Linked DNA regions of Pan troglodytes: region 1 is linked to region 2. The links are chromatin contacts, called in public HiChIP or PLAC-seq maps. All regions are on one chromosome and are shown on one strand. Each heading gives the region's core, a stretch centred on a gene start, on an enhancer-like site or on the middle of the called end of the contact. The rest is flanking DNA. Distances are from core to core; before and after follow the strand shown. Region 1 holds the start of PPP2R1B (protein phosphatase 2 scaffold subunit Abeta). Region 2 holds the start of SIK2 (salt inducible kinase 2).

Region 1 (3,444 bases), core at 364-2,863, 170 kb after region 2:
TATACTGCAAAAGTTGTAGAAGGAGGGTAGGCAGCTTATAAATACTCACCAGCAGACAGTGGGCAAAGTCAGGACCTCCCACTAGGCCAGTGAAATTTCCCAGCTGCTCAGCAAGAGCTAATAGTACCTCATCTTCATCATAAATTGTATCTGGAAGTGACAACAACAGGACTCATCAACATGGATAGCTCTCCCACAGGTGGACACTGACACAAAACTAGGAACAGATTCACTATGCGACCAGGAAGGTGACCCAGTCAAAATCCTAACAGCATTTTCTTTCTTCTCAACCGTCTTCCTGTATCTGCTTTGCACAACGAATTAGAAATTCATACTCCCGTATCAATTACTTTCCCAATAGCTAAATGGTTGATGTTTGAATATATCTAGCCACAACTAACAATATACTCTGTTCTGTTTCTTTTGCACAAAAAACACCTGGCTCATTTTAATGTGGGTAACAAACTCTAAAAAAGTCAGTGTTGAAAGCTACTGGAAAATGGAATGTCCCTGCCTTTCTTTAAACAAAGATTCACATACCTGTAAGAAATGGCAACAATTCACTTCGGGTCCTTTCTACTCCAAGTGCTAGGGCAATTGTTGATAACTTCTTAATACTGTTGAGTCGGAGCTTCAGAAAAGAAAGTAAAAAGAAGAACAATGTAAAGAAACGGCTGAATTTAGATCAAAAGACAAAAGGTGCTAACAGGTGAAATTATGACACAGGGGTAAGAATGAAGATAACCTTTCATTTAGATTTTACTGTTAAGGAAGCTCATAAGGACTTCGAAAAAGAAGTGTAACTCGGCCTCACTAGCCGGCGGAGGATTTCCCAGGAGAAACACTCAGAAGGGACCGGAAGAGAAATGAATGAAAGACAATACAACACCTAGGAAGTAAGATAATTTTAAAAAGAGAGCACTTTGGCAGTGGTGAAGCAGGTGAAACGGTTGAATACAACACCTGTGGTTTCAAAGAAAAGTTCCCGCAGAGCGGATACAACTACTCGTCCAGGTTAATCGGCCATGCCACCCCCGCTTTCTACCCAACAAGCCGAGCCAGTTCCAAGCCGAGATGAAGGGATCCAGGGGCACTTCAAAGGGCTTCTGGGCATCCTGCGCCCCTCAGCCGCTCCAGCCCCGTCTCGGCCGGGCACCGCGCTTCTCCTGCTCCCTCGCCCACGAGACGCGGCCACCTCACGGCCCGGATGGGGCGCCCAGGCGGGAAGCGGGTTCCCCGACAACCGCCCGGGAAGGGCAAGGCTCCGGGCGGACGCCTCAGGGGGTCCGAAGCAAGGGTACTAGAGAGGTACCCGGGAGGGTCGGGGCGTGTCACCACAGCCCCTCGCGGAGCATTCCCCGCCTCCCCTTCAAGTTTCTGCTACGAGTCCGACTCATTCAGTACCCCGGCCACCCCCACCGCGACGCAGGCCTTCCCCCTTCTCTACCACGCGACCAGCCGGTCTCGCCTCGGCTCCCCGGCCTCAGTCCAGTACCTGCACGTCTTCATTGCGGAGCTCGTCGATTAAAACCGCGATCGGGTATAGCGAATCATCTCCATCTCCACCCGCTGCTCCTGGGCCGGTCCCGAGCTCTGATGCGCCCGCCATGTTCTTTCTCCTCCTGCTGCTGGTCACCGCCTCCCGCCCCGCGCCCAGGCCCCGCCCCGCGCCCAGGCCCCGCCCCGCGCCCAGGCCCCGCCCCGCGCCCAGGCCCCGCCCCGCGCCCAGGCCCCGCCCCGCGCCCAGGCAGTAGGGACCAAGGCCGCCACGCGGGTTTAGCCGAAGTTGGGGAGCCGAGTTTCTGTCCCGATGATTAAGGCTCCCTTCCGACCCCCACTGCAGGAGTTGTAGGTCTGAACTCAAGAAGACGGGTGGGCTGAGAAAGCGAATGGAACCCCTGCGTCCTTTCCCCAGCCGAAAGAAACAGGGACAGGGATTCATCCAGCTCGTTGTAGTCTGAAGGAGCCAGGAACCTACCTGAATGGTCTGCGCTGTGCCCTCTTAAGACTCAGGCGGACCAAAGAGAGTGCCCGAGGCCAGGAGGAAAAAGGCTTTAGCACCTCCCCTGACTTCTTCCTGGCCCTGAGCCACTGGATCTCCAGCCCTAATTTCTCCGCTCAGACTCAAACTTCCACAGAACCCCTCCACCTCTTCCCGCGGCTCTTTCTCCAGAATGGTATCTGGCTCCTGCTCCGTAAGACAAATAACGCGGGCGGTGAGAGAAAATGAACAGTGCTGTCCAAACTCCCCAGTCAATATTTTTTCCACGCAAGCTGTTAAAAACATGCTGCTCTCTTGTTTTTGTGTTTCTTTTCAGTTTGGTACTGGAATGGTGCCTTCTGTTGTATTTTCTTCCTCCCATTTTTTAGCTTTTTAGCATGCTAGAAGTACAACAATGAAGCAAAACTAGGACAAGCTTTAATCCTTCCAAATTGGGTGGGGTGGCTACTTTGCTTGAGCAAGAAAACCCAAACTGGCCTCCCTAGACCTCCAAGAGTCCTCAGAGGCAGCAAGGGGAAGAGGTGGAGGTCTGGGAGCTCGTTCTTACAAACCTGAATGGAAAGTTTTCACTTACCCTTGTCAGGGTAGCACAGAATAATTAGAATGTTTTGTTTGTTTTAGACTGGAATTTAAGCAGCTTGGAGTGATAACTACATATGGTGATCACAAGCTCCGAAATGGTAATTCTATGTGCCTGATTAATAAAACTATAAATGCAGTGTAGGAGACAAACTTCTTTAAAACATGGGATTCTGAGGCCGAGGCGGGCGGATCACTTGAGTCCAGGAGTTCGAGACCAGCCTGGCCAACTTGGTGAAACCCTGTCTCCACTAAAAAATACAAAAATTAGCTGGGCTGGTGACGGGAGCCTGTAGTCCCAGCTACTCGGGAGGCTGACATGAGAATCGCTTGAGCCCGGGAGGCAGAGGTTGCAGTGAGCCAGGATCGCACCACTGTACTCCAATCTGGGCGGCAGAGTGAGACCCCGTCTCTAAAATAAATAAATAAATAAATAAATAGGGTTCTTGGAAGTAAGCACAATAGAGCCTTTGAATGAATGAATGAATGAATGAATAAATAAATAAATAAATAAATAAATAAATAAATAAATGGGGTTCTTGGAAGTAAGCACAGTAGCTAGAGCCTTTGATAGTAATGAAAGTTTGGGAACCAGCAGACCTGAACAGTTTTTCTCAAATTATGTCTGCGAATGTATTCTCTAGGGTTTTAATTTTATTTTCATTTTCATATTTTTTAGATTTGTATAAGCATATTCTGAATTATTTGGGTGACCACCTTACAACCCAGTATTGCCACACAATTTCAGCACCCACATTTACATGTGTGTTTTAGTGCTGCTTTTATTGTTCTGGGATAATGAGAAAAGAACAGAGGTGGTTTTAAAATGACAATGATACTTTCATGCACAAAATGAAAGCCAA
Region 2 (3,438 bases), core at 418-2,917:
CATCTATTGATAATTGTCTGAATCCATTATTACTGTAATGGCTGCCAAATGATTTGCTAATTGTCATTTCTTCTAACATATATTAGTTGGCATTCCACCGTCATTTCACTTCTCCCCTCTTTATTTTTCTATTTAAAAGTTTAAAAGTAAGTATGCTCTACGATTCTTTTAAAAAATTCAATGTGTTAGAATCAATTTCTATCTTTATTTATTTATTTATTTATTTATTTACTGAGACAGAGTCTCGCTCTGTCGCCCAGGCTGGAGTGCAGTGGCACGATCTCGGCTCACTGCAACCTCTGCTTCCCTGGTTCAAGCAATTCTCCCTGCCTCAGCCTCCCGAGTAGCTGGGATTATAGGCGCCCACTACCACGCCCGGCTAATTTTTGCATTTTTAGTAGAGATGGGGTTTCACACAGGCTAGTCTTGAACTCCTGACCTCAGGTGATCCACCCGCCTCAGCCTCCCAAAGTGCTGGGATTACAGGCGTAAGCCACTAAGCCCGGCCCATTATTTATTCCTGATACTCAAACTGTCTCAGATTTGGTAAGGGGGGAGCACCTTCGAGCCATCTGCTTTCTTTTGACATATCTTCCTTGACATAGCCAAGAAATCTCCTTGCTTTAAGCAGCAGGATCTTTCAAGGGCATTTTATACTTTCCCTGTCTCTGCCCTCGAATGAGCCATCTCGCCACGGAGTCTGGCTCCTTTAGGTGGAGAATGGTATTTAGAAACCAAGATATAAAGGCATATGATACATCTCAAAATAGTGAGGTGTCACTGTCCCTGTTTCCTTGAGTCACATTTGGAAGCGTGGTGTGATTTATAATCCTACCTCGACTATTGCCTGTGTGACCTAGGCAATTCCCTTTATTCCTTGAGGTCTTCTTCGTCCTTTGGGGAAAAAAATTGGATTCGAGAAATATTTTTAAACTTTTTCAGAGTCACCAACACGTTTGGGAATCTGACAGAAGCTACGGTCCATCTCCCCAGAGACATGCTCACATAAGCAAAAACTGGCCTGTGTTTTAGGGGGTTCCAAACTCCGAAGCTCACATGAGGCTCCAAATCTCTGGATTAAGTGATCTCCAAGGTCTCTTCAGCGCTAACATTGACATTCTGTGAGTCTATAAGCGACTGCACTGCTGTCAGAATGACTCCTCGGAGACATCAAAACGTGGAGGGTTTTATTATATATAGCAACGAGAAGAGAAAAGGACACAAAGAAAGGAGCCCGTGAGCAACGCATTGCTCAGCCACAGTTCTTTGCCGGTGCCAAATTTAGGACGCGCTGTACTTGTAGGTGAGAGGTTTTGGCGGGAAGGACCCCGGGTGGGCGGAGAACGCCGGGGCGGGGAAGGAGATCGCAGGCCGCATCCAGGTCTCTGCACCCCTCCGCACGGTCCGCCAGGGCTCGCTCTTGCCCTTCGCCTGGAAGGCCGAGGAACGGAGCGGGCCGAGCAGCGACCCCGCCCCTGACAGCGGTGAGGCGGAGGGGCGAGGGGAGGGCGTCTGAGCCCGGAAGGAGCGCGCCGGCCAGGCTCGCGCCCCTCCCCGTGCGCTGTCCCCCACTCTCCAGCAGCCGACGTCGGCGGTGCTTCGGTCGCCATGGTGACCAATCCAGGCTCGGGCCCGCCCCCGCCCCCCTGCCCCGGCCCCCTGACGTCGGCGCACGTCAGCGGCGGCGCGCGCCTGGCTGGGCCCTGCGGAGCGGGAGGGAAGGAGCGAAGGAGCGAAGGAGCAAGCGGAGCGGCCGTCGCCCAAGCCAAGCCGCGCTGCCAACCCTCCCGCCCGCCCGCCCGCGCTCCTGTCCGCCGTGTCTAGCAGCGGGGCCCAGCATGGTCATGGCGGATGGCCCGAGGCACTTGCAGCGCGGGCCGGTCCGGGTGGGGTTCTACGACATCGAGGGCACGCTGGGCAAGGGCAACTTCGCTGTGGTGAAGCTGGGGCGGCACCGGATCACCAAGACGGAGGTGCGGCCCGGGGCTCGGCGGGAGCGTCCGAGGCGAGGGTTCGGGAGAGGAGCTGCTTACCGAGAGGGGCGGCCGCAGTGGTGGGACCGGGGAGACCCGAGAGGCCGCCTCACTGGCGGAGGCGAGCGGGCCTGGGACTGTGAGGACCCAGGAGGTGCAGGGGGTCGGTGAGCAGCGAAGGGATCGGGCCCGGGCACCCGGACCCGAGTGTCGTCCGACTGGAAACGCAACCAGCCGGGGCTTTGCTTTCCCCTACGCCACCCCCGGTGGCCACCCGGAATTTCGCCCAGAGCCCCCCACCCGGGCCGTGACCTGGTCTGTGGCCTCCGCTCCGGAGCCCAAGTTCCGCGTCTTCCCTGCTTTCGGCTGGGGGTGGGGTGGGAGGGGAAGTCTCGGTGTTCCCAGACTGCGCCGTGAGAGACGTCGCCGGCCCGAGGAGGGGACCGCCTGCGCTTGGGCTCCGCGGATGGGGGATCGTGCGGCCCCCGTGACCCCGGCGCCCCTCCCCTGCCCGACGAGGAAGGGCCCCATGGCTGGGAATACCCCCACGGCCACTGTCCATCTCCTCTCCTTCCTTTTGGCCCAGGGTGTCTCTGATTTGGTGTCTGGCTAGCTTGATCTCTTGCCTGGGGCATTTCCATTTAATGCCCCAGACAATAGAACTGGTTAAAATGGTCATCTCTGCATTTGCACAGTGGGTGGATTGGTCTTCTACTTGTCTAGGGTTGTCACTGTACCAGGTGTGCATTCTGGCTGTAATACGCATTCTTTAAACCATATCAGATTCTGCCTCTACTCATAAAGCCCTCAACTGCTTCCTGACGGTGAATCCTGCACCCTCTTCATTGCACATTCTAATGCACCGCACATACTCTCTCACAAGTCTCTGTTCTTACCTAACCCGCCCCCCTTCCTTCCACTGCCTCAAGCTGCTCTCCTCAGGGTCTCTATTTTAAGACGTGCAAATTAAATACCTTAGAAGAACGGTAGAAACAAAACCATTCTTTAGAATAAAACCTAGTGGTTTTGACGTACTCTACTCTGCCTTATTGTAGTTCCTCCTGGAGTTTCATCCTTTTCCTGTTTGTTTGCCCTCCAGTTTTGGTCCTATTCTGCTTTTTCCCTTGTTAGTACGAATGTACTAGAGTTTGAGTGTAGAATAAAGTAGGACTTCTTTTCAGAATGACTTATGTAAGGCGAAGGGCACTTGCAAACGTGAGTGATTTTTGGAGTTGCAGTTGTACTTAGAAGTTTTGCTTAATCCCGTTTCCAAAAGGAAGGGGTATATGTCATTCTGTCTTCTTTACTTTTTGCCTTCCCCTGCTGGTCCTGAACCAGTCCAAATCTGACTTATCTTTTAGAATCAGGACCAAGGTCAGATATTTTCTTCTCACAGATTTACCAGTTAGCAATTTAGATTGTTTGTAATGATAATGATAACTTGACTATAGTGATATTGTTAAAT

The links. HiChIP or PLAC-seq counts read pairs in DNA pulled down with a chosen protein or histone mark.
Region 1: a contact with region 2 is called in an H3K4me3 HiChIP or PLAC-seq map of stem cell-derived excitatory neurons, with 8 times the contacts expected there. The contact joins the promoter of PPP2R1B here to the promoter of SIK2 in region 2. A contact is called at or near these places in 5 of 7 Hi-C or Micro-C datasets (blood, induced pluripotent stem cells, a lymphoblastoid cell line and 1 more), 1 of 1 datasets of contacts at active chromatin or transcription factors (stem cell-derived excitatory neurons) and 1 of 1 other capture datasets (stem cell-derived neural stem cells).

The regions. Positions count from the first base shown.
Region 1 is chr9:113,748,605-113,752,048 of NHGRI_mPanTro3-v2.0_pri, forward strand. PPP2R1B (protein phosphatase 2 scaffold subunit Abeta) reads right to left here and starts at 1,614. Exons shown (of 16, transcript NM_001280173.1): 1 at 1,496-1,614; 2 at 541-631; 3 at 50-150. The coding sequence starts at 1,609.
Region 2 is chr9:113,581,643-113,585,080 of NHGRI_mPanTro3-v2.0_pri, forward strand. SIK2 (salt inducible kinase 2) reads left to right here and starts at 1,668. Exons shown (of 16, transcript XM_016921975.4): 1 at 1,668-1,973. The coding sequence starts at 1,839.